3 separate regions of the Pan troglodytes genome follow, and regions 1 and 2 are each linked to region 3. The links are chromatin contacts, called in public HiChIP or PLAC-seq maps. All regions are on one chromosome and are shown on one strand. Each heading gives the region's core, a stretch centred on a gene start, on an enhancer-like site or on the middle of the called end of the contact. The rest is flanking DNA. Distances are from core to core; before and after follow the strand shown. Region 1 holds the start of EIF4A2 (eukaryotic translation initiation factor 4A2). Region 2 holds the start of RFC4 (replication factor C subunit 4). Region 3 holds the start of AHSG (alpha 2-HS glycoprotein).

Region 1 (2,941 bases), core at 130-2,629, 170 kb after region 3:
GGATTTCGAACATTACAGAGGGATGAATGAGGAGCAGTACCACTGGACTGAGGGCCTGGCCCACTTTGCCATCTTGGTATTCTTAATCTTTGTCCTAGTTCCTGGCACGATAAGAATTTTCAAATAAATAAATAATTTTTGTATTAAAAAAGTAGTATTTAGAACCGAATATCTTCTATAATATAGAAAATTGAGTCAGCTTTCCCAGTAATGATTCTTTAAGTTGGCCTTCTGAAATATGAGAAAATGTTACCCTGATAGTCTCGATGATATTTTGCACCATGGGTAGGGTTGTAATTTAAAGTTAAATGACTACATATATTGTTTTTTGTTTTTGTCGAGGGACCTGAGATGGGGCTAATTGAAAACGTCTGGAGCTTAAAGACCCGTGCAGTTTACGCAGCAAGGATATTATTGCTCTGAATTTCAATAAATCAACATTTCACTATATATCGGCAAAGTCTACAGCCTTTAAAAAATGACCAATATAGACGGAATCAAAACCGATTTAGTCCCAAAGCGGCACAGAGCTGTATCTGCCAAAGCGTCCATTTAAATTCGTGCGTTCCAAGGAAAATTACTGCTTAGTTTCTATCCATTTGCAAAAGTTTATGATTTTTTCAGGCATTCCTCACACCTGTTAGGTTAAAATCAGTAACACTCTTAAAAAGAAAGCGAGAGACCGGAAATGATATGAGAATAGAATTGGCCACTCCAGAGACATCTGCAAATGACACTCCATTTTTTCTTCTCGCGCTGCAAAATGTACCGGTAAACCGGACTTTCCGGGACTCGCTGGGTGGCCGACATTTTCCCTAGCAGGAATTTTACGTTTCCAAGATCTCAATGGATGTTAACGGTCGGGCTAAATGCCAGGCAGGTCTTCATTGTCGAATTAAACAGCGGTGGGAGCAAGCGGAATAACCGAGTTCCCCTCCCGCACCTGAGTGCCGGCAGCGAGCCGCGAGCCGGGACCTGTCACCCGCGGGAAGCCCCGGCCGCCCGACGAACAGCATCTCCGGTTTCCGCCTCCGGCTCCGGCGCGGCTCCCCCGGCCCGCCTCTGCGTCAGGGACGCGGAAACCCCGTAGGAGCAGGGCGGGCGGGGAAAGCGAGGTTTAACTAACTCCGCAGCGATATTCTTCCGCCGCGAGGTAAAGAGTCCAAACCCAACCCCGGGCCCTAGGATTTCCAGCGACCTGTAATATCGAGAAATTACCACATTTGGATTTTTCTACCAACTTGCTTAGGATTTTATCCGAGGTAACGACCCCAGGATCACAATTTTGTAGCTGACCGAAGCACGGCGAGAAAATTCCTCCGCAAGAAACGGGTTCCGGCCACGAGCCTATAAAAAACGGGTGGCTGGGCGCTGCTGTCTTTTCAGTCGGGCGCCGAGTGGTTTTTCGGATCATGTCTGGTGGCTCCGCGGATTATAACAGGTATGCAGTCTGTCGGCGGTCGCGGTCTGTAGTGAAGGTCATAGGGCGCCAGGGGAGATGATAGTGGATGGCACGGAGGCAAAAACTCTAAATTAATGGACGTTTTCTTAGGGTACAGCACTCCTGTGCTCTTCCAGAAGCTTCCATGATGGGTAGGGCCCGGATTGTGGGGAGATAGGACGATGGTGCGAAAGCAGTGGCTAAAGGGCGTTTTTCCTCCCTAAGAGATTACGAAACTTCGGCTGCTTCCCTTCCCAGTGTAGAGCACGGGAAACATGCAGTAAAAAGCCGTGGCGCAGTCCGAGTTCGGTACAGTGTAACCAGGACCCGAAGCTTTATTTTGGGTCATCCACACGAGTTGGGGGAGGGTCCTAGGCTTTACTTGGGGAACGGTTGGAGGCAGCGGTCTCCACTCGGCCACGGCGCGGAGGCGACGGGACAGGACCGGTGCCGGTGAACCGTTGGCATCGCCCTCGCCAGGCCGCTCCGCCCGCGTCAATCACCCGGCTTGCGCATTGTTGGGGGCGGAGTTCGGCGCTCCGAGCTCTCGCGAGACGCTCCGCAGTTGAAACGGGATCGCCATGCGCTCGGGCCCGGGGGGCTGCCTTTCCGGGCATCCGCAGGCCCCAACCTTTAGGGAAGGCGCACAGTGTGATATTCGCCCTGCGGCTGCTGCTTTAGCTTGTGCAGGGGAGGGTAACGTGCTGAGACGGGTTGCAAAGGGCTGTCCGCTTAAGGTGCAGTTGAGGTGGCTTGGAAGGGGTGTCTGACTGCAGTATTCTTGTCAGCAGAGAACATGGCGGCCCAGAGGGAATGGACCCCGATGGTGTCATCGAGGTAAGAAACGGTTGTGGATCTTGAAGCTTTGGAAAGGTGAGTGTGTTCATCTCATTTATGCGTGCATTATTTTTTCTAACTTACAGAGCAACTGGAATGAGATTGTTGATAACTTTGATGATATGAATTTAAAGGAGTCTCTCCTTCGTGGCATCTATGCTTACGGTTTTGAGAAGCCTTCCGCTATTCAGCAGAGAGCTATTATTCCCTGTATTAAAGGTAAAAGAAACTGGCATTTTTAGGAAATTGTTCTACATAGACATGAACCATAAAAGGGAAAGTAACCTCTGGGGGACTAGCACCTGTTTGTATTCCTTAAAGTGAAATGATGGCAATCATCTTTCGGGACTGACCTGAAATGAAGAGAATACTCATTGCTGATCACTTGATTATTTGGGCATAATTAATGTTCCAAATGGAATACATGGTGTGAAGTAGAAGTGACAATTTGATGTGGGATCGGTAAATGTGTATCCTACTTTTTTTAGGGTATGATGTGATTGCTCAAGCTCAGTCAGGTACTGGCAAGACAGCCACATTTGCTATTTCCATCCTGCAACAGTTGGAGATTGAGTTCAAGGAGACCCAAGCACTAGTATTGGCCCCCACCAGAGAACTGGCTCAACAGGTATTGATAGTGTAGTTCAAAAAAACTGCTTGCGT
Region 2 (2,741 bases), core at 138-2,637, 200 kb after region 3:
GGCTAATTTTTTTAATTTTTGGTAGAGACAGGGTTTCACCATGTTGCCCAGGCTGGTCTGGAACTCCTGGGCTCAAGTAATCCTCCTGCCCTGGCCTCCCAAAGTGCTGGGATTACAGGTGTGAGCCATCGCGCCTGGCCAGGGACCTATTTTAATGGCAGAGTCAATGCTTACCTACCTTCAGAGACTTTCTGTGGGGAAGGGAAGGTGGGGGACTCTGTTGTTAAAATAGAAACAGCTGTTTTTCTCATAACACACTCACTTGAAGAAATCAAAACAATGCATAAAAGCATGAGAGATTTAAAAAAGTAATACAAAATCCCACCCAGAAGGTAACTATTTCTAACATGCAGGTAAACATTCTTCCAGGCTGTTTTCAGGGATAAAAAGCATCATTAGCTCGCCTGAAAAGTCCCCGGTTAATTCTATTTTTTTCACTGCTACATGCCCTGGTGCCTAGAACAGTGCCTGGTACATGGTAGATGCTCCGTAATATTTGGTGAATGAATTACCATCTATGATACCCGGTTTCCTTTTCTGTTAAAGGAGCTAAGGCCTATTCCACAGGACAACTGAGTTAAATAAAAGAATGTATGCAAATACATAGTTCCTTGCTTGGCATATGGGGATATGCTCAATAAAATAAATTTTTAATATCTGTTAGCAGCCAAGGTTTTTATAACGTTACTGGATTAGTCCATCCCTGCCTCGGGCTGTTAAACATTAATACAGCCCAAAGCCGGGGTCTGCAAGATGCTGTCCGGAACCACCATTTCACCAAAGGGCGCGGCCAGGGCATGAAAGGGCCACTAGGCTGGGGCCCCGAAGGAGGTGGAAGACCTCACAAGGGCATCAAGGGCAGGAGTGGGGAAGGCGAAGCGGGCTTGCAGTTCCTCCAGCAGGTTACCAGTTAGCCTGGCTTCTCGTGCAGGTCACCGCCGCCGGCTCGTTCCTCAGGTTTCCTCGATACAAAAAGGACGAGATGGTCTCGAAGTCTTAGCTCCGTCACCTAATCTGAGAATAACGGGCCCAGGAGACTTACGATCACTGATGTCCCCACAGTCGCCTCAGTTCCCGCCACGGAACGGCGGGCGAAAAGCAGGGCGGGAATACGCCGGTAGGAATACGCGGGCACGTAACGCGTCACTTCCGGTCCTGGGGCGCGCTGCTTGCGGAGGGAGTTTGCGCGTATACGGTTTTATTTAAGCAGGTGATGAGCCAGCCGGACTTTCAGGCAGAACTGGACTGGAACAGGCATGGTCTAGGAGGTGTCCCTGTCCCGGTGCATTGCTCCCACTTCAGACGTGAGCGCGACCCTCCCGGAAGGAGTAGAGGTCGCGCGGGCACGGCGCTGGGGCCGCTTACCTGGCAGGCTCAGCAATGAGGGCGGGGCGGCGGCGCGCGGGCCTCTGGAACCCTGCCGGTCCACCGAAGGTCCCGAGCCCGCTATCTTCGTAGGTGCGGGCCTCCGGAGGTGCAGGTCCCTGTCCTCCTTGTCCTGCTTCGTCGCAGAGCAGAACGCATGTGCTTTAAGGGCAGAGACATCTGAAGATGCCTTGCCTTGCCCTTTTGAGGACACGTGGCTTTTACTTCTAATAGTGTCTGCGTGTTGTGGAGAGAGAAGACCATGCAGCTGTGGACATCTATTATAATTCCTGAGCCCCACTTAGAAATCTGGAAGTGAAGGCGTTCAATAAAAGTTAAAGGACTGATAATCATGTTTAGCCCCACCAAGGTTCATGCACAGTGGGTTCTAGGCTGGTGTCTGAGCCCACTGCTTTTATCTCTTCCAAGTACTTGGTTTAGCTCTGAAATGCTCCTTAATCCTATTGAAACCTGACCCTTCTCAAAGGCCACCTTCTCTACTGGTCTTTACTAATTACTAACCCATAGGGTTGTTCCGGGTCTTTTCAAATGACTGTTTTGTTTGGCACAAACTCAGCATGATATCCATTGTTAACTTTGTACGTTTTTTTCATTTATCTTGCAACAAATGCTTACGGAATGTCCACGCACTGTGCTAGATGCCTGCAGATACAGCAGGGAAAACGCTCGAAGATGCCCTCAAGTAGCTTTACAGACTAGGAGAGTGACAGACAATGTGATGTGTGGTTATGCAGAGGAAGTAGGGGGCTGTGAGAACTTACATCCCAGGCCTAACCTAATCAAGGGTTTAACCAAAGTAAGGATGCTTATGCTACTTTGTAATTTCCACAGGGTCTGATACAATCTCTGGACAGTATAAAAAACACACAGGTTATCTATCTGGTCACCGGTTTACATTACCATAACTTATCAAACTGTATACTTAATGCTTGTATATTTTATTGTATGTAAATTATACCACAATACAGTTGATAAAACAAGATCTATGAAAATAGATGGTATCCATTTGCTACCTGAAGGAACAGCACAACCACAGAGAGGGGGATGTTATGATCTCATTTAACAGACAAGTTGGGCTGGGCACGGTGGCTCATGCCTGTAATCACAGCACTTTGGGAGGCTGAGGTGGGCGGATCACCTGAGGTCAGGAGTTCAAGACCAGCCTGGCCAACATGGTTAAACTCCATCTCTACAAAAATACAAAAATTAGCCAGGTATGATGGCGAGTGCCTGTAATCCCAGCTACATGGGAGGCTGAGGCAGGAGAATCGCTTGAACATGGTAGGTGGAGGTTGCAGTGAGCTGAGATCGTGCCATTGCATTCCAGCCTGGTGACAGAGCGAGACTCCATCTCA
Region 3 (2,734 bases), core at 94-2,593:
CTCTGCCCCATCACCACTCACTTCACCTCCCTCACCCTGATCCTCCCCCTAGAAAATCAATATTAAGCTTCCCTTTGGAGGGGCCCCTCTTCTTTCTTTTTTTTTTTAACCAGTTTTTTTTCTCTGAAGCAATATCAAACATTAGAACAAATTCACCCACACACAATGATGGCCTCTAAATATTTGAAGACCATGTTGGTCTCCATGAGAGGGCTTCTTTGCTTCAGACTAAACCAAACCAGGTCCTTGTGTGATATTTCCCAAGCCTCTCTTTATCCTGCCAACCCTCCTTGGATGTCACAGTTGGAATTGTCAAGGGTCACTTAACTGGCAGTGCCTGGAGTCAACACTGGCCCTCTGTTCTGGCCAGAAAGACACACTGTAATTCTGCTGAGTCTGCAAAGAATGTTCAAGGGGTATTTGTGTCCATAGCTGCTCGTGCAGCATCTCAGCCTGCAGTGTCAGACTCAAACCCAGAGCTATGTCAAATGAGCAGCTGTTAGATCAGGACTCCCCTCTGCTGCCCTTGTGCACTGGCAGGGGCACTAGGTTACTAGTGCTAGGAGACTCTGGTCAGTGCCCATCTGTGCTGTCACATGCAGGGCCCTGGCAGTGAGGTCTGGAGAAGGAAGAGAAGGGGCAGGGAACCCCACACGTTTTGCTAGTCATTTCCCACCGTGGTCCTGCCACGGGAACCCCCTTCTTCCACCTCCATTCCCCACTTTAGGCAGAAACATCTCTCATCCTTTCTTCTTTTCTCCAAGAATCTTCCCCCAAAATCTTGGCATCTCCTATACACATCTGTACCTTTGCTATATCTGTGGGCCTTGTTCTCCCTGTAGGACTCCTCTTGGAAAGCTAACTCCCCCTGACATTGGAGAATTTTATCAAATTGCTGAGTATCCTCCCTTCCCTCTCACAGACCCCATGGCATGCTCACATCACAGTAGAAGACGTTTCCTCTGCTGCCAAACCCATGGCACTCTGAGGCTCACTGTGTGCACCTCATTCCCTCAGCTGTCTTCTCTTTGCTGCTATTACCATGTTCCAAGCAGACTTTGGAGCATCTCCCCCACAGCAGCATGGACTTTGGCAGATTTCTTGGGGACCAGCGATGTCCTAACCTGTTTGCTTTTCCAAGGCTGATGTTTGCAGGGTGTTTTTTTTTTCTTTTGAACCAAAGCAGAAATCATCCTGTATCCTTATGCAATTCTTCCGGCAGGCTCCAACAGATAAATAAAGCCCACCACCCTCCATGGGTCTACCTTTCCCAGCAGAGCACCTGGGTTGGTCCCGAAGCCTCCAACCACCTGCACGCCTGCCAGGGCCTCTCTGGGGCAGCCATGAAGTCCCTCGTCCTGCTCCTTTGTCTTGCTCAGCTCTGGGGCTGCCACTCAGCCCCACGTGGCCTAGGGCTGATTTATAGACAACCGAACTGCGATGATCCAGAAACTGAGGAAGCAGCTCTGGTGGCTATAGACTACATCAATCAAAACCATCCTTGGGGATACAAACACACCTTGAACCAGATTGATGAAGTAAAGGTGTGGCCTCGGGTAAGTGGACCTGCTGTGTATGAGCTGAAATAATGTGTACGTGGAGCTCAGTCAGGTGCCTCAAAAAATCACCATCACCCAGTGCAAATGAAACCACAGAGGAGTAAATTCTCTGATTTCTTCCCAGGAGTGAGGGAAGGGGCAGGCAGAGGGCAAGAGAGGAGACATTCTGTACGGCAGTCATGGGTGTCAGGAGGGAGCTGGGTGGGGTGTGGGGTGGTGTGCGGAAGAAAAAGTGCTTCAAATGGTAGTTTGCAGATCACAGACGGAAAGTGTAACTTGCTGGAAAAACTAGGACCCAAGAGACCAGCTCCTAGTTGCCAAGTTACCACTGGCTGAAAATCACGTATCTGTCTTTGGTTTGGTTTCTCTCTAACAAAGACTGAGAATGAATAAAACTAGCATCTGGCAGATGCCTACTATATGCCAGGCCCATTCACATAGATTATCTCATTTACTCTTTCCCGGTCCTGCCTCCTGGTGCTGTGTGATACATATATTGTTCTCGTCTTACCCAAGAGGAGACCAAGACTCTGTTGTGTGTGTGTGTGCGGTTGTTTTGTTTTTGTTTTGTTTTGTTTTGTTTTGGTCCAAAATCATATAATTACTAAGTCTTCAGGCTGGGATTTGATTCCATATCTGTGTTCCTTCTTCTACACAAACTGCCTCCCAAAGAGAGTTACCCACATCCCAGAGAGAAGTCTTGGCATAAACACAATTCACCTCCTCACACACTAGACAGGAAACCAACGCAGCTTGAAGCCAGTGACAAGAAAAATCAAGCTGGAAATATGCCTCGGGGATCAGTCAAGAGATTTGGAGAGGTGGAAAGAAGCTGTCTGTCTACTGCCTGTTTTGAAATTAGATTTATTTCTGATTAAGGACAATTCTTTCAGCAAATATGTATTACAAGCCTTCCTTGGACAAGAACCAGAGATATTAGGATGAACCATATAAAACTGCCATTTTTCTATATCAAAAGCAACCAAATATTGGCCGTTTTAATGGTTCAACCTAATACGGTGGTGAAAAAGGCATAATATGTGCCCACAAGAGCTTACAACCTAGGTTGGAAAATAAGGTCAACAACAGGAAGCCTGGACCGACTGACGACTGCCATCCGTCTCACAAAGAGACAACATATTTGAAATCAGGATTGCTCCGGATGGATTTTAAGA

Evidence for each region. HiChIP or PLAC-seq counts read pairs in DNA pulled down with a chosen protein or histone mark.
Region 1: a contact with region 3 is called in an H3K4me3 HiChIP or PLAC-seq map of stem cell-derived excitatory neurons, with 7 times the contacts expected there. The contact joins the promoter of EIF4A2 here to the promoter of AHSG in region 3. A contact is called at or near these places in 1 of 1 datasets of contacts at active chromatin or transcription factors (stem cell-derived excitatory neurons) and 1 of 1 other capture datasets (stem cell-derived neural stem cells).
Region 2: a contact with region 3 is called in an H3K4me3 HiChIP or PLAC-seq map of stem cell-derived excitatory neurons, with 4 times the contacts expected there. The contact joins the promoter of RFC4 here to the promoter of AHSG in region 3. A contact is called at or near these places in 2 of 7 Hi-C or Micro-C datasets (blood and stem cell-derived neural progenitor cells), 1 of 1 datasets of contacts at active chromatin or transcription factors (stem cell-derived excitatory neurons) and 1 of 1 other capture datasets (stem cell-derived neural stem cells).

Annotation. Positions count from the first base shown.
Region 1 is chr2:189,967,824-189,970,764 of NHGRI_mPanTro3-v2.0_pri, forward strand. It overlaps EIF4A2 (eukaryotic translation initiation factor 4A2), which reads left to right and starts at 1,380. Exons shown (of 11, transcript NM_001246518.2): 1 at 1,380-1,441; 2 at 2,233-2,278; 3 at 2,365-2,497; 4 at 2,767-2,906. The coding sequence starts at 1,413. It overlaps LOC112208879 (small nucleolar RNA SNORD2), which reads left to right and starts at 2,597; the gene lies at 2,597-2,665.
Region 2 is chr2:189,991,047-189,993,787 of NHGRI_mPanTro3-v2.0_pri, forward strand. RFC4 (replication factor C subunit 4) reads right to left here and starts at 1,388. Exons shown (of 11, transcript XM_003310161.6): 1 at 1,043-1,388.
Region 3 is chr2:189,793,177-189,795,910 of NHGRI_mPanTro3-v2.0_pri, forward strand. AHSG (alpha 2-HS glycoprotein) reads left to right here and starts at 1,344. Exons shown (of 7, transcript NM_001009098.1): 1 at 1,344-1,556. The coding sequence starts at 1,344. The region is part of intron 2 of LOC107970865 (a long non-coding RNA gene); the gene reads right to left.